Linked DNA regions of Drosophila melanogaster: region 1 is linked to region 2. The links are chromatin contacts, called in public Hi-C maps. All regions are on one chromosome and are shown on one strand. The core of a region is the stretch at or near the end of the contact, and the rest is flanking DNA. Distances in the headings are between cores, read along the strand shown. Region 1 holds the start of Hmx (H6-like-homeobox). Region 2 holds the start of ss (spineless).

The links. Hi-C and Micro-C count contacts between places; a contact is called where the count stands out from the background.
Region 1: a contact with region 2 is called in a Hi-C map of the Kc167 cell line, with 4 times the contacts expected there. The contact joins the promoter of Hmx here to the promoter of ss in region 2. A contact is called at or near these places in 14 of 107 Hi-C or Micro-C datasets (the Kc167 cell line, the OSC cell line, the PNm cell line and 5 more).

Annotation. Positions count from the first base shown.
Region 1 is chr3R:17,555,118-17,561,014 of dm6, reverse strand. It overlaps Hmx (H6-like-homeobox), which reads right to left and starts at 2,085. Exons shown (of 3, transcript NM_001300447.1): 1 at 822-2,085. The coding sequence starts at 1,651.
Region 2 is chr3R:16,402,246-16,407,869 of dm6, reverse strand. It overlaps ss (spineless), which reads left to right and starts at 4,187. Exons shown (of 8, transcript NM_057400.4): 1 at 4,187-4,474; 2 at 5,526-5,624. lncRNA:CR45630 (long non-coding RNA:CR45630) reads right to left here and starts at 1,229. Exons shown (of 1, transcript NR_125184.1): 1 at 763-1,229.

The sequences.
Region 1 (5,897 bases), core at 836-3,335, 1.2 Mb before region 2:
ATTCGAGGTCAGCTAGCGTCCAGTGCAACTAAAAACGGTTCCATTGGATTTGCTTTATCTGTCTGGCATCTGGAATTTGGAATCGTTAGATTCTCGGAGCACAATGGCATGGTACTTTAGCCATTTGCATCTTCACCCACTTAATGTCTCGTGTAACGTTTGCCCAACAATTTTCGGTCTTATCGACCATCTCCCGGCTACCATCTCAGTCCGTCTCCATCCCATTTCTCCTCTTTGTGCACTTCCTGCGAAGAGATTTGTGTCACCTTGCCTTGTCTTCCCCTAGGACGATTATACAAAATTGGCCCAACCCGAGGGCGAACAAGTGGAATGGCAGCCTCTTTGGGTTTTGGGCTCATTGAGGCAAGGCTTGACTTTTTGGTTTCAGTTCGCCGGCGAACGTCCTAATCTGGGTCGCCTACACTGAGCAATAAATGGGTATGGTACTTAAGACGAGTGATTTTTATTATTACAAAAAAAGGTATTCAATGGGAAATCCTTGGGCATATGAAATTATACTCATTTAATTTCAGTAATTATAGGGTTAAAATTTGAATGAAATTTTAGTTCGAGTTTGTATTTTTTTAAAATATCTTGCGGATCAAAATTAGGCGGAATAGCTGAATATCGTCAGAAGTAACTAATTATATATGACAGATGGATGGACTAAATTTTTGCAGATTAAATTGTTAAAATGAATTGAAGTAAAATGTTGACACTAAGATTTTTAAATTTGGCGACTTCATATTTACAAGATTAATCACATTTGAAATGGGAGGGCTATTTTTGACTAGAGCAAGTCTGGAATGTTTTTTAATTACCTGGACAACATGGCCGCATCCTGTGGACCGCCGGCTCCTGGTTGCGGCAACTGCGGGATCGGAGTGATAAGTCCGGCGGCGCCGTTCTTCTTGGCCGGCTCACTGCGACTCAGGATGCTGGAGATGGAGAAGCTGGTGAATCCGTTGGAGCCGGTGGTGCTCTTGCCGCCGCCGCCCCCGCTGCTCCCGTTGCTGTCGTTGCTGTTGTTGCTCAGGTTGGCCGCTGCCACCGCTGCTGCTGCCGCCGCTGCGGCCGCCGAGGCGCAAGTGTTGTTGTGATTGAGGGCCTTACTGTTGTTGTTGTTCAGACTGTGTCCTTGCACCTCATCGCCGCCATTCCGCTCCGGACTCTTCATTGGCGGACTAAGGCGCTCGACATGCGACTGCTGGTGTTGCTGCTGCACCTGCAACTGTTGCTGCTGCTGCTGGCCGGTGGGCGTGAGTGCGTGCTGCAGCAGGGCGGGATGTGTGGCCCCGTGGGCGGGATGCAAGTGGCCAAAGGTGTGGAGCGCGTGATGCAGCGCCACCGGATGGCTGCCCAGGCTGCTCAGATGGTGCTGCAGATGATGGTGCAACACCGCCGGCGGCACAGCGCCTCCGCTGGGACTGTGATGGAAGTGATTGCCGCCCGAGGCGGACGTTGTGGGCGTGCCGGCGGCCGTGTTGGGCGTATTGGAGCGATGGGTAGGCGTGGCCGGGGGCGAACTGCCGTCGGCGGAACGGGCCGGCGAGCGGGCCAGCAGCGGACTGTCGCGGGCAGCGGCGCCCAAAGGACTCGGCTCCGGACTGGACACCACACTGATGTCAACTTCGGCCTCGGAGGAAGACATAGCTTGAGATTTTTGCTTAGATTTGCAGTTTAAACGTTTAATTCAGCACTTTTGTTCTTCAACTTGCACTTGTGTGTGTGTTTTTTTTTTTTTGTTTTATATATATTTGTTAGGAAAATAAAGAATTTTCCAAACCTTGTACACTTCAGTCGTGCCACGAAAAACTCGTTAAGGGAAAACGCCGAGCGCTACCGTTGGGAGAAACACGTCTGCACCGTTTGATCAACGTTTCGCATTTGAATTTAAATGCGGCTGTTAACAGACGCAGTCCTGAGTTCTGTGTTCTGAGTCCTTCGTCCTTTCTGTCTCTGTATGTATGCGAGTGCTTGTGTGTGTCTGCGTGTGTGTGTGTGCTTGTGTTTGTGTGTGGCAAAGCGATCGTTTAGTGTTTTTATTGTTTCAGTCTCTGGATTTTTAACCCCCGGTCTCGTGTCCGGAGAGCGTGGAACTGAAACTGAGACTGAGGTGGTTGGCTGGCAGCCCTGCAAATTCTTTTGGTCTTTGCGCTAAATGGTTTTCCGCACTCACACACACACTTGCGTATTTGCTACCCCTCCTGGGAGGGTGTGTCCCACTCTCTCTCTATCGCTCTCGCTGTCCCTCTCTTTCACCGCCTGGTGGCCCACCCCTTCTGCCGCTCTTTTTCATTCCATTTGCAGTTCGGAATTTCTTTTCGTTTATTTCGACAATTGCACTGCAACCGCATCGACAGACACTTTTCGCATTTTCCTCCTTTACTATTTTTTCTCTGCGGTGCTGGTGGAGTGCGCTTTGGTTTTCCTACCCCCCGAATGGGAAACACTTGGCATTTGGAACGCGTCTAAAGTGGGGGCGCACTCGGCTCGACTCGAATCGCTTCGCTCGGCTGGTGTCTATTGAAATGCCAATATAAAATCAATCAATTGCCACCTAACAGGGGTCAAGTGTTGCTCTGTGGCGCCATTGAAATTTCCCAGCCAGCCAGATGCAAACTTTTTCGACCAGAAAAGTGTGTGCCGAAAATGCACCAGTCGATTGCAACCTTGCGGTTAGCAGATTGAGCGGTGAAAGTTTCAACAAATGGGGTTCGGTGATATAGATAAATCATTGAATTGCTAAAATATCGAAAGAAATAAACAAGCAACTTATAAATTATGCAAAGAAAAGTAAAAGAGGTTTTGTGGGTGTTATCAAATGTATAAAATATCAAATGTATTTATTATGTTTGATAACGAAATGGTGAAGAACAACGTTAATCAAAAACGATATTATCAAAAATACGAGGATAGAAGGTATCCTTAAGAAATTAAGTGAAAGATTTTCAACAATTATATTTAAATAATTAAAAATATGTAAGCAATTTCCCAACGTATTAAGTTATATTTAGTATCGTTCATGTCATTGTAATGCATTCCCGTTTCTTCTTTTATTTGGAATCTCTGAGCTTTCTACCTTATAGCATGTTTCATTCCACAGCGTTCCGTTCCCCAAAGAGAAAACCTCCCCCAAAAAGCGAACAGGCGGCCATTTTTGCGAAGGAGCTCTGCAAACTTTGCAGAAAAAGAGCGGGTGAGAGCAAGAAAAAGTTAGAGAGAGAGAGAATGAGAGAGAGGGCAAATTGAATTTTTAAATGCTTTCGCTTTTTATGAGACAACCACGAGGCATTCAAAGAGTGTTGCAAACGATTTGCTCAAAACAAAACAAACATTATGCGAGTCAATTACCCGTCGAAAGAGAGAGACGGCGAGACCGGAGAGAGCACTCTCTTTGGGGGCGTGGCCAGTGGAGGGCCAATGGGGTGACAGCTCCTCGAAATGTCGGAGAACGCTTTTCAGCGACGGGAAAAGCGAGCATAAAAAACACAACCAAACAAATGGGTAACAAACATTTGCAGCTCAGACAGCGACGCCGAAATATGCGTAGAAATTCATGCGCAATTACATTTATCCTGTTTAGAAGATTGCTTTTGCCAAAGTGCGTCTCCACGTGCTGAGGGCAAGGCGCCACCCTTGCACCCGCCCAGCACCCCCATCTGCCACCCACCACCTCCCATTTCCCCTTGGAGGAGCTGTGCATGTGTGTGTGTGTGTGTGTTGACGGAGCCATCACCTGCGTCCGTAACACATTTTTCCGTAATTTCCCTCTGTGCATTGCTTGTTTTTGATTCGTTTTCGTGTAAGACTTTAGAGTGGGATTGGGGGTGTATAAAAAATAAATCCAATGGGGGACGGGGCTTTTCCGGGAAACAATGGAGTGGGGAATTGGAAGAATTCCGGCCACCTCGACGGTTTCAGAAATAGTGACACTTAGGTGGTGCCCCATTTCCATTTCAATCTCAATTCACAAATGGAAATTGCGTTCACTCAGCACCTTCAGATGATTTCATTTGTGTTTCGCTCTGTTCTCGAGGAAATTTCAACTCGGATTTGATTGCGCTCATTTGGGAAAATTGGAAATGCCATCAAAGAGGTTAACTAAAGGTTACACTGAAAAGTAAAGATCTTAAGGCTTTTAAGGATCACTTAAAAATATTATATATTTTAAAAAGTCTGTTGTACATTATATCGAATTAGAAGAATTAAGAGAAATGTGGTAGCTTAAGTAAAACTGAAAGAAAAAAACAGGCACATTATTATAGGAATCTGTGATAATTCAAATACATACCGTAGGAGATCCTTTTGCCTGTGCAGTTTAAAGGATGGACTGAGAAGGAAACTCCCATTAATCTCAATGCCTGACCGCTGGCCAAGGCAAGCCACAAAAATTTGGAAAAGCTCCTTTGCTTGGGAACATTTAAAAGAAATAACAAACTGTTCAACTGTCGGACAAAACGATTTCTACAACAAATTGCACTGCAATAAAAGAGCTAAAGCTGCAATGGAAAGAGATGGACACAGGGGTAGAAAGAGAGAGAGAGAGAGAGAGAGAAGGAGAAAGACAGGAGCCTCTGGCACACACTGCCTGTTTGTGTGTGTGAGCGAAAGGAGATGACATGAGAGGGTGGCTGAGAAGGAGGTCTAATTGACGTACGAGCAAAGTGGGAGTTGCAATTTTCATTGACTCCACTTTAGGATGCACACACACATAGAAACACACACACACACAGACAGACAGACACTCAGCAAAGTTTGCAATGCGAAAGAGAGGGGAATAGGGGCAGTGATAGAGAGGGCAAGCAAGCTGGGCTTAGCTTGCTCGACTTAACTGCAATTAATTTGGCAATTGAAGGTAGTCGAACAAAAACTAACATTATTCCTGCTAAATACCCGAGACACACTCCATTTCAATTTCGGAATTTTCCGAATTTCGATTTTCCAACTCACACACACAAACACATTAGGCAAATGGAGAAGGCTCTTGTCCATCCGTCTGTTGTAGAATTTTGTATAATAGGCAGAAAGCATGGTAAAACAATAAACGTGCAGAACGTGAAATGGAATGGTTAAAAGCAAATGGAGTTGTAGTTCCCGTCCGTGGGCAGAAGCCTCCATAAATATGGATCCTGGCATAGCAAAGTTGGGCTGACCAGACCACCCATCACATCATTATCATCGTTTCGGCTATTTGCGGCTATTAGTCAGCCAAATTTGTGTGACGCGCTTTCCTTCGCTTTTGGGGGCTTGGCTTTTGTCTTCTTTCAGAATGCAAACAATGGCGGGAATGAATGTATAAAGGACCACACGCAAACCCCTCCAAACCCATCGATCCACCCTCGCACACCCCCAATTTCCACCGAAAAGCAACCCATCCAACCCCACAGTGCTCGTAAATAACGCTTTAGACTTTGATTTAAATAAATTGTATTGCGAAAGGTAATATTTTATGATTTCAACAGTTGAACAGTTTTCGTTTTCGTTTCCGTTTATGTCCCGATTTCCTTGTGCGTTACTTATGTGTGTTACCAAAATTCCCACTTCTTCCTCCTTTTCCATATATCCTTTTTGCTCCTGCAGATTGAGTGCCTTTCTGGAGAGTATAAATATAAGAATGTTGCACCGAGAGGGTTAGGAATTCGCATTAAATTTGTCGGCTTAACAAAGGGAGATAAAATGTATGTTTGAAATCTCAAACAATAAAATATACTCAAAAAAAAAAAAAACAAGCACAATAGATTCCTCTTTGTTTGCTTGTAATTTTATTGGTAGCAATATCAAGTAACTTGCCATAAATGTATTTAACTCGTTTAATTACTTTAACTATAATATGCATTTTTTGGCTATGTAAAATAATGAATTGATGCCAATATCCGATATAATAATGTTATCAA
Region 2 (5,624 bases), core at 2,938-5,437:
ATTAACTGTTTCAGATACCGCTTGACCAAACCATGCCGTACCATACCATTGCCATCCATTGCATCCGATGCGGAATTGAACCGAACTGGCTCTTCAGCCGGGATCCGTCTCGTATCCGTTAGCCGGATCGCTTCATAAATCACATTTTGTTTGGTCTCTTGTGGCAGTCGAATAGGAAATCGCACCGGTACAATCGTAAAAGTCTTAAAACGCCGACAAAGATTGACATTCGCATAATTAGACAGTCGGGGGATAGGACCTGGCGATACGATGGGTCAGGAATGGGGCACAGCTTTGGCATTAGCTCTAATGACAGTGTCAAATACGCGACACGAATGTGCCCTCATAGCCACCACACAAAAAGCTTACATTATCAACTACAGCTATATGTATGGTATATACATATATGTACATTTTGGTATCTATACAAGCAATCGTCCATTCAGAGAGCTACTGAATTGAAATACTCTACGAAAGCGTTAAATGTCAACTCAAATAAGAAGCGGTAATTATAAAGAGAACCTAATAATTAGGCACTATAATAATTGAAATAATCGCAATAAGAAATATTATAAACAAGCTTAAAATGTTTTAAATGTATTACAATGAATAACCTATGCTCCGAAATCCTTCGAAAATGAAAAACTTTGTGAATAATTTCAAATTTACTTTTTACTAGTTCAACGTTAAATAATAAAAATAGCTTAAGTCAAATTATACAATTATAAAATTAAGTTTTAGCCCAACACTTGTTGGTTTTTTATGAGGTCAGCTTTGATTGATTTTCCCACATTAATTTTTTTTAACTTAATCGGAAATCCTTTTCTTCTTCCTTGCATATAGGATGTCATTCCTTCTTGTCAAGCTTACTGATTTCAGCCACCAACAGTTTTCCACAAAAGGTTGTTTAGGGAAACTCAATCTGAAATATGTCAGCAATGCAAGGGCACCGAAGGGGCGGTGCAGTGGGTGGTGGCAGGGAGTCGTTTGGGTTGGCCGCCCTTCCCAAAGCGGTGCCGGTGGTGGTGGTGGTGTTGGTGATGGTGATGTTGGTGGTGGTGCTGTCGTGGTGGTGGCGGAGTTGTCCACTTATCTCGCGCAATTGATCGCGGGTTGTTATAGCCGCTGCTACTGCTGGCGGCCATTGTTTGCATTTTTCAGCTTTTTTTGTTGTTGTTTCGTGTAGTGAGTTCTGTGTTCTGTCTAAAATGACATTTTTGTTTCTGCCCGTTTGTTTGTCATGTTGATAGTGTGTACGAGTTTTTTTCAGCTCACATAAAGGCAGCCATTTTTGGGCCGCCACAAACGGCAATTATAATTGCGGCTACTTATCGGGCGCAAGGTGGGCGGGGGTATAAGGGTTGGAGAAACGGTTGGTCAGTTGCATTTTTCGAAAAAGGTAAACATTGTTCTATATCCCGTTGAAGCTGATTGTTTTGGCGGTACAAGCTCAGATATAACGAATTGGTAAATACCGTGCTTTAATCCTCATCTCATAAGAATCTTAAAAATGATAAAGATATTTTCTTCGATAGCTTTATTTCAGATATCAAGAGACTTTTGATGATCTTTTCGTTTGTAAGGGATATTTTTTACTTTTAGAAAGTTATGAATATAGTTGTGGGAATACTTATACTTTTGAAATTGCTAAGACATAATGAACAGGGGGAAACCTCTTCAATTTCATTCTCCCTTCTCTCCGTGGTCTGATACTCCCTGCGTTACTCTAATCAAAAGGTATGCCCAGATTGCACTTTGTTTACATTTATACTTTATGGCTTTACCTTGTTTTAAGCTCACCGCTGTTGTTTATGTACACAGAATAATTATATTTAATTGGCGCCGCCAATGGATCGGAGTAAACATTATGGGGAAATGCATAATGGTCTTCCCTTCTTTCTGTGGAATTTTGTATATGACCCTTTGGCTGGTTAGCAGCGGAGCTGCACAAAAAAAAAACATTTGTATCTTTTCTGTTCGGTTCTTTTTTTTTTATCGTTTTGCGGCTTTTGTGTCCCGCTAATGTTGTCGGTCTGATATATCGGGGAGGGTTATCCCCTACTTAATTGGCAAATTATATAGATCCATATAGAGTGCTTGTCTAGATGTGATCAGCAGTGACATTGATGTGACCAGGCAGCTGCTGAGCAAAGGCAGCGAGCAAAAACAAGTTAATAAGAAACTTGTTACGAAATTAGGCAAAACGAGGGGTAGATTGCGAAGTGTGGGTCCAGAGTAGAAAGTCGCATTAAGGATGCCGGCGAAAAACATTCATAAGTCCTCATCGGGGAAACGACGTCATCGCGAAATTGTCGGACGAGCAAGCAGTCAGCAAAGAAACCCCAGAATAAATATTTATCATATACAGTGGGATTGTGTATATTTTGTATGTATTTTTTTAGTTAATAATGAGAAAATAATTATTAAGCACATTTAAAAAATCCATTCAGTTCTTATATATATTTTGCTATTTTTTACAGTATTAGGTGTAAGGTCATAATATTGGCCCTCAATTTTAAAGATCAATTGATGACTGTACTTTAAAGCGATAATGCAAGAAGAGGAAAGGCAGTGCAAAATAAGAATATTTAGAGGGAGGTGGAATAAGCACCTGCACTGTGCACTTCTCTTACGAAGTGGAAGCGTAAATTGATAAGCTGCAAGCTGGAAAAAGTTGCAACGCACCAAAACTGGTTGCAAGCCCTTCCACTTTGCTACACTTCACTCCACTCCACTCGACTCAGCTCACTTATTAGTGCCACCGATTGACATGCGCTGCCTTCTGTTTTGCTCATTCTTCGGAGTGGATCCTCTTCTGATTCTCCCGATTCTTCTGATCCTGCTGTCTTCGGAGCTGCTGTTGTCCTTAGTTTACGCAGCGAGATTTGAGTGAGACACCAGACTGCTGGAGATTCTAGCTGAGGAAATATTGTTTTCTTCAGCCTTCTGACTTGGCATTGAATAGTTGCACGCAATACAAATACAGTGCCAACAATTTCGTACATGGCTGACGTCACAATAAAAGAAAAATGCTTTTTCGAAATTGAAGGCATTCTACAGTGGTCATTCGATAACAATAATAATGTTTTATTAGAGTGGACGTAAGTAATCAAATTAGGAAACCACACAAATGAACTACAATGGGCTGCATGATTGAAAGGGCTCGAATATTGTGGCTTTCCAGCGCCACCAAGTATGCAACACGTTTTCAAAGGAAAAAGTTCATAACGTAACATTTCGCCAACTTTTAAAAATAAACATAAAATTATTTGGTAAATCACAGTAATCATATTAATTACAAAATGAATAGCTTGTATAGATTGTTATTAAAGTTAATTACAATTACTTATTAAAAACTTCTTTATGAGTGCCAACTGTACCTTTGACGAGTGCATCTCCATCGCCATCTGTGACATGCGGTCAAAGACGGACGCAGCATATGGGCCATGGGATAAAGGGGCCTCGTACACTGTCCAATCGGGTTCTTGGGCACGGACATTTTGCCCGTCTAGGTGTAGGAATATGATTTCTGGTTTTGTGCAGGGCAGCGGTGTGCATTTCGTTCTCCTTGTTCTTTTGCGGTTGTCAGGTGGCACATGTGAATAAATCATTCGCGATAAGCGCGAAGTGAGTGCTCATGTTTATGGCCTTAATGGTTTTGGTCACACCAAATAAAATTTGCATTTCAGTGGCAAAACGAGGTAAAATCCGGCTCAGATAAGTTTGAAATAGGAGAAGAGTATGGCGGATAGATGCCATTGAGCGATAACACTGATAGCTCTTAATTACCGCCTAATTAATTAAGAGATGAGCGATGTGCCCCGAATTTCTATTTCCAGTTGGTAGTGCGCTGGAAAGAGTCGGCGCTACTAGGCTGTCAGTGTAGTATGTGTGTGCGAACACGCCCCCTATAACGAAACTACAGGGTGCGAACGAGATAGCTGCAGCACTTCCAAGACCGACTTGGTTGGTCGCTCCCTTCCAGTCGCACGTATGGCGACGCTGGAACGGTTGGTAGTGGAACATCGTTCGCTCTGTCTCACTCCCACGCGACCGCGTCGCTTGGCGATCGCTCGTTGCCAGGACGACTGGAAGTGGCCCCAAACACGCCGCCCGCGTGTTCCATGGCCAGTGTGTTCCGCCAGGACTGGTTTTTCCATTCGTTTCGTGGCGCCGCTCAGTTCTTGTTGGAATCTCAAAGCGTTTACGTGGCCGCAGCGCAGCAGAGTCACGTTTGAAAGAGTGCGAGTGAGAGATAGCGACTTAGAGCACCGCGCCGAGTGCGAGTGAGAGAGCGCGCTCCATCGCCTTTGTGCCTCGTTTCAAATGCCCGTTTGTCCGTTTTTTTGGCACTGTTGTTCATTCATTCACTCGCTTCTGGCGCTCGCGTGCAGTTGCAGTCGCTGCTCCCTCCTAACGGTTGTTTCGCCGTCGCCAGAATCCCGCTAAAAGGTGCGTGCGTGTTTGTGTGTGCGTGAGTGTCCCCCGAATAAGGCAATACAACAACAATAGAGGCGAAAACAGAAACAAAAGCGAAACGCAGCACGCGATACCCTGTAACTGGAGGTTCTGTAAAGGCTTCGAGGAGTCACGTGTGCGAATTGCAGACCGCCGGCGGTCATTCACTTCTATCTATTTTACTATTCCAACACACCCACGCGCGCGTGTGTGTGTGCGTGCCTGAAAAATGTCACTTTGACAACTCGCCTCTGGTTGCTCTGCCGGCGGATCTGCCTACGTCGACGTCGATCGTGCCGCAAAATGAAAATGATTTGCGTGCCGTTCTTGCGTTAGCGCTTTTGGTTCCGTGCCGATTTTGATTTCCTCTGTTGCATGCGTCGTCATCGCAAACATCGCCCATTGATAAACCAGAGCCCACGAGCAACAACACTACCAACACAAACGGCAAAAGTGCAAGTGAAAAAGCAAAAGTGTTGCCACGAAAGAACCAAAACAATAACCTGCAAATCGCAGCCACTCGAATCAAAACAAAACAACACAAACAACAACTCGTTTTTGAAAGCAATTGAAAAAGGATTGAGGGATTTTTACAGTTTTCTGACTAGAATGTGCCATTCAAATTAATCAACACTATTGGTTGACTCTGATGTTTAATAACTTGCTAACATAATCTGTTATACTTTTTTAGTCCTTTGTGAGAAAAAATTGAAACAAATTTAAATATATTCTTTTTATGAATAATATATTTTCAAAATTTACCAAAATATAATTTTCAAAATAAAGTAAAGCCTTAATATCATATTATACTATTCTACAATGCAAGGCAAAATCAAATCGTATTAGACAACGGCTCCATGACATTGCCAACTTAAACTAATTGGATTTATTTTAGATAAACTGAAATCATTCTCCGTCGGGACTAATTACTTAAAAAATCTATTAGGTTGAACCGAAGTTATCGCCTTAGAAAATCATACAACCCACAATCGAATGAAAAAAAAAATCAAAATTCCCAGCCTTTCTCAATTGCTGAATCACAGTTTCGCATTAAATCCCTCATTTAGCTCTAACCAACTGAAACTACAGTGCAATATACACAAAAAAATAAAAAACAAAAACAAAAGGAGCGCGAGAAATGAAAAAGCAAACAAAATGTAAGCGTG